Linked DNA regions of Rattus norvegicus: region 2 is linked to region 1. Evidence: chromatin contacts called from public Hi-C data. All regions are on one chromosome and are shown on one strand. Each heading gives the region's core, a stretch centred on a gene start, on an enhancer-like site or on the middle of the called end of the contact. The rest is flanking DNA. Distances are from core to core; before and after follow the strand shown.

Evidence for each region. Hi-C and Micro-C count contacts between places; a contact is called where the count stands out from the background.
Region 2: a Hi-C map of frontal cortex shows a contact between it and region 1, with 1.8 times the contacts expected there. The contact joins the promoter of Hes1 here to the promoter of Gp5 in region 1.

The regions. Positions count from the first base shown.
Region 1 is chr11:83,946,968-83,949,882 of GRCr8, forward strand. It overlaps Gp5 (glycoprotein V (platelet)), which reads left to right and starts at 1,540. Exons shown (of 2, transcript NM_012795.3): 1 at 1,540-1,568; 2 at 2,447-2,915. The coding sequence starts at 2,449.
Region 2 is chr11:84,211,517-84,214,431 of GRCr8, forward strand. Hes1 (hes family bHLH transcription factor 1) reads right to left here and starts at 1,529. Exons shown (of 4, transcript NM_024360.4): 1 at 1,223-1,529; 2 at 983-1,078; 3 at 658-745; 4 at 1-38. The coding sequence starts at 1,330.

The DNA.
Region 1 (2,915 bases), core at 290-2,789:
CCCACCTCCCGTGGGTGGTTGAGAGGAAGGCAGCTTGACTATTTTAGCTTGATGGACAGGTTGTGGGAAAAGCTAGCTGACTGGTGCACACTGCAAGGAGGGTGGCAGTTTGGGGTCTAGAGTTGCTGCTTGGTGAGAACTAGAGCCAGTCAAGACTTTGAAGTAAGGTCCAGGGACACATTTGTCTCCTGTGAATTCCAGAGATTAAATGTCTTAATGCTTGCGAGGCAAGCATTTTGCTTATCTAGCTATCTCCCCAAACTAGATCTTTGTCTTTAAAGGTGAAGAATAACCTTTTGTCTTAAAAATAAAAAATAGTGATAGCACATTTAAAGCAACTGCCTCTTAGGTACGTACAAAGGAATCTGTATCCCCCGCAGATCTAAGGCTAAGGAAAACAGCCTTGGAGCATTTAAAGGAATTGGTGGGTATTTTGCCTTGGAGGGATTTACTTGATAAACACCTATGACTTGACAATGGATAATAGCATTTATAAAGGATGTCTACATTATAGTTGCATATGGGAAAATGAACACAGCTGGACATTGTGATGCAGTCTTCGTGATCCCCAAAGTTTAGGATACTAAAGCCAGAAGATTGTATATTTGGAGCTAGCATGGGCTACATATACATAGCAAGGTTGTCTAAAGGAGAGAAAAATACACATAAAAGGAGAACATGAGTTTCTCAGAAGCTTAAGAACAGCTTCTTCATTATAAGAAAAGCATCAAGTTTGTCATTAAATGCAACATTAAAAGGCATATTGAGACAATAGGTTGATAGATTGGTGTGCTGTTTTGCCCTTCAGGCTGGGCCTGAGCTGTGCCAAGTGAGGGATGGGCATTCATGGAAACAATGAATGACCCGAGATTGAAAGGGTGCCAAGCACCAACCAGAGATGACCAGGAGTTCTCGAATGGTATGTGGCACTGTGTCAGTACAACCACGGCAGTAGGCAGTTTGACATTAAACTGAACATGAACTCTTGGGCAATGCTATTACAGAACATGCTTGACAATGGCTAGACCATTGGGGGTGGGGGTCGGGCATTTGAGAATTCTTTAGCCTTAAGAGAGAAAATGTTGGGCAAAGGAGATGGCTCATCAGGTGAAGAGCATTACCTCCTAAGACTGATGGTAGGAGTCCTTGGGGAACCTACATGGAGGAAGGTGAAAAATGCCTAAAGTTTCTGACACCCATGAGTGGGGCACTGCCACATGTGCACCCACATACTCATGCACAAGAATGAGAATTAGTGCAATATAGCATGCAAAAAAAATGCCTATTGGGGTCACCGATGTAATGAGAATTAGCATACCATTTCTGGGAAAACTAAGGTCTTCTACCCTCTAGCTTTGACAATAGGACAAACATGCTCTCAAAGTCTGAAAGCTCTTTGTCATTAAAACCTAGAATGTGCCTTACGGAGATAGCCTTTTTCTTGACTTTTTATCTGCTAAGGTCTTTATCCTCAGGATGCAAGAATACTCTCTCTTCCTCTGTGAGGTGCTGAGTCACAAACAGAGCTGCGAGCCTTTCAGTCAGTCCAGGGTGCAGAGCTGCTTCAGGTAAGGCCAAATATTCTTACATTAGTATGCAATTAGAGGCTCAGTCTGTATAGGAGCAAACGGAGACCTGGTACAAGAAACAGTACACATTTTTACTTGGGAAACATTGAGTGAACTCTGTGCTTCCTGGACAACTCAATGCCCAGAGTAGTTTTATTAAGCAGCTTGGCTTATAAGCGAAACAGTAGCTCCTTATTTAAATGTGTGAGTCAGAGAGACTGACTTCAAATTCTATTTATGTGACCCTTAACCTCACGTGCATTGGAGCGCCCAGCCTACTGTCCTTGTGTTACTGTAGCAGTGCAAAGTTTGGAGAAGCATGGTATAGAACAGTGGGCATCATTGGGTACCGGCTCCATTGGGCTTAGGGATGGGGGTGCGGTTACAGAAGGGTGTAATGTGTTGTGGGATGTTAGTACTTTGAAAATATGATTGTAAGAAACTGAATCTAGTGGAAGTGGGCCTTGCTGTTCCCTTGCTGACTATTGGGGATAAAGTTTCCCTGCTTAAGTTGTTAAAGTCAGTGGCACAGCCAGTCCCAGAGGCACTGCTTTCTATTCTCTAGAAAAGACCGTGACAATTTTAATTCGTTCTGTCACGATTTTAAGGTATTGTTCATAGTGCCCAAATGTCAATACTCTAAACTGGGGAGATGGTTCAGTGGTTAAGAATGTGTACCCAGAAGTCTGATCTAGACTTCCAGCACCCACATAAGCTGAATAGAATATTTTTTAATCCGCCTTTGTAAGAACAGAAGGAGACTTGGTTGTATCTGGACATCCCAAGGCAGCGAGAGTGCTGGTCCAAGAACTGTGCTTGCGGCAGGTGCAGGGCTGCAAGATCTGCTCTGAGCCTTATGTCATGCTCTTGCCTTTCAGACATGCTAAGGAGCGTCCTACTGTCCGCGGTGCTCTCACTAGTAGGCGCCCAACCCTTCCCCTGCCCCAAAACCTGCAAGTGTGTGGTCCGCGATGCCGTGCAATGCTCCGGCGGCAGCGTGGCTCACATCGCTGAGCTAGGTCTGCCCACGAACCTCACACACATCCTGCTCTTCAGAATGGACCGGGGAGTATTGCAGAGCCACAGCTTCAGCGGCATGACGGTCCTTCAGCGCCTGATGCTCTCAGATAGCCACATTTCTGCCATCGACCCCGGCACCTTCAATGACCTGGTAAAACTAAAAACCCTCAGGTTGACGCGCAACAAAATCTCTCATCTTCCACGTGCGATCCTGGATAAGATGGTGCTTTTGGAACAGCTGTTCTTGGACCACAATGCACTAAGGGACCTTGACCAAAACCTGTTTCAGAAACTGCTTAACCTGCGGGATCTCTGTTTGAACCAGAA
Region 2 (2,915 bases), core at 279-2,778, 260 kb after region 1:
GTACTTCCCCAACACGCTCGGGTCTGTGCTGAGAGCGGCTGCAGGCCAGAAGGAGAAAAGACGGGTCACCGAACAGCCCTGGCCCCGGAGCCACAGCCTCCGGCCCTGGGAGGTCCCCGCCGCGCGCCTCCGGAACCACCTGGGGTTGGGAGGGTGGGGTAGGCTAAGAACAGCCAGCTCCTTCTCCCTAGGTTGGGTACAGAAGCCAGGACACTCCCTCCATCTAAACCGATCTCAGCTCCAGATCTGCTATCCCTAGTCCCGCGCGGGACCTGACCTTGGGCAATGCCACCCAAGGCGCCTTCCAAACCCTACTTCCCCTCCTGCGGCAGGGGTTGGACCGGTGCTAAGCCACTGACCCCTACCTTCTATCCAGCCTCAAACTGCCTCAGTCCTACGTCCTTTCGCCCTCACCGGCTTCCACAACAGCCAAGCTGCCCACCACCCTTCTCGGCTACAACCTCTCCCTCCATTTCCGGAGCAGTAACAACTTGGGAGTTGTGGCTATAAATAAGACCCAGACCGTGGGAACGCGGAGTGAGCCAAGGCAGTAAAATGTAGCTGAATGCCTCTCACAACCGCGGGCGGAAGTCTGGAAGAAATCAGCGCGGGCCGAGAGGGACACCCGCAGAGAGGGGACGCACGCGCGGTCCTCACCGGTCATCTGCGCCCGCTGCAGGTTCCGGAGGTGCTTCACTGTCATTTCCAGAATGTCTGCCTTCTCCAGCTTGGAATGCCGGGAGCTCTGCGCAGGGGAAACAAGGGATGAAAGTGAGACCCCCCTTGTCAGCTGCCTCCGAGTTCTGAAGCTCCCCATCCGCATGTCCCACATCCCAGGGTCTTGCGGCCTCTCTCCCGCCTGTGGGAACGCAGTGCTGGTGGGGTAAGATCCACACACAGCAGGCAAAGAGTTTAGCTCTTTGTGCCTGGGAAATGCCATTACATTCGTAATTTCATTTAAAAAAATGCATTGCTCACTTACATCTTTCTTAAGTGCATCCAAAATCAGTGTTTTCAGTTGGCTCAAACTTTCATTTATTCTTGCCCGGCGCCTCTTCTCCATGATAGGCTTTGATGACTGCAAAGGGGGGAAAAGAGGTCCTGAGTTCCCACGGGATCTGCCATTTCACCCCGAGATTTTAAGAGAAAAGTAAAAGGAACCCCATTGCGCGCACCCCATTTAATTTCTAGGGCCATTAGAGAGATGCAGGTACTGTCTTACCTTTCTGTGCTCAGAGGCTGTCTTTGGTTTGTCCGGTGTCGTGTTGACACTGGCTGGGGTAGCAGCCACCGGGGACGAGGAATTTTTCTCCATTATATCAGCTGGCATTTTCCTTTTTTTCTTTCTTCTCAATCCCCAGAGAATTTTATTTTTGGAATCCTTCACGCAAAAAAAATATTTTTTTGCTTACGTCCCCTTTACTTGGCTTTCATAAGAAAAACTACGGAGCAGTTGAGGGTTTATTATGTCTTAGGGCTACTTTGTGATCGGTAGCGCTATTCCAGGACCAAGGAGAGAGGTAGACGGGGGATTCCGCTGTTATCAGCACCAGCTCCAGATCCAGTGTGATCCGCAGGCCCTGGCGGCCTCTATATATATCTGGGACTGCACGCGAACGGCTCGTGTGAAACTTCCCAAACTTTCTTTCCCACAGTAACTTTCAGCCAATGGGAGGAAGAGACACGCGGCACCGCTCGTGGACTGCGCCCCCCCATTGGCCGCCAGGCACAAGGTCTGGCGGCCAATGGCGCGCGCCTGAGCCCAGGGCACCGGAGGCTACAACGTCAATCAAAAGGATTTTAACCCTTTGCTAACTCCTCTGGGCTTTGCTTTAGAGGATTTTTTTTCCCCCGTCTTGGTTTTAGTCTGGTCTATTTCTTTTGTGGCCACATCTTTGGTTTTTGTTTTTCTTCCTACAAGCAATATAGCTACTTTATATAATAAGTTCGTTTGAAAAATATTTTGAAAAGATATAGGCCAAAATTAAGTGATTAAATTTCTGTCTTCATGAATTCTGTTCGAACTCTGTATGTTTAGTGGAGTGAAAACTGCTCATGTGGGGCGGAGGGTCAATACCACCCCCCAAAAAAACCCAAATACTCCCTTATCCTCCCCCCAAATGCCTTCACAGGCAGGGTTTTCGGAGGAGCAAGGTGCCTTTTGGGTGCCTGTCTCCTATCCAGCCCGTTCATTCCTCTCCTGGAATTGCAGTTTTAGACCTCACGCTTCTCCAGGAAACAATCAGAATAATTTCCTACTGGGCAGAAAGGAAATGGAATTTCAAATGAAAAAAATGAACAAGGGGGCTTTGATAGCAATGCCACAGGAGGGGCGCGCTCGCTCCTCTGCCACTCTCTACCTCTTCAGGCTCTCAGTTGGCAGTGGGGAGAGACCGGAGACAAGGGAGTTGGTCCTCTCTCCTCACCCCGCGGGCGGCCAAGGCGGCCTCGGCGCCCGGCGCGCGAGCCCTTTAAGAGCTCCACCAGCCGAGCTGCAGTTTGACATCAGCCGGCCGGCGAGGGCGCGCCTGGAGTCGGAGCACGTGCCAGGATGTTTTATTGCCGCCGCGGCTGCGGCCGGGGCCCAGAGGATGTGTGTGTGCGTGCGTGTGTGAGTGTGTGTGCGCGCGCCCCGGGGGCAGGGAGGCGGAGGCCGGCGGCGGGCGGCCGGGAGCGGGGGCCGCCTCTAGTCCCCGGGAGAAGCCAAGAAGGTAAATAGCAGCTGCTGTGCTCGAGCCTGGGAAAACCCCGCCCCCTGCGCCTGGCCCGGGCTCATTGGCGCGCGCTGCGTGTGGGGTGTGTGCGTGCGAGTGTGTGCCTGTGTGTGTGTCCGTGTGTCCGGGGCCCCCTCCTCCGGCCTGGGCGAGCCAGGAATCCGTGGGGGCGGCGGTCTGAAAGCTGAGCCCCCGCGCTGG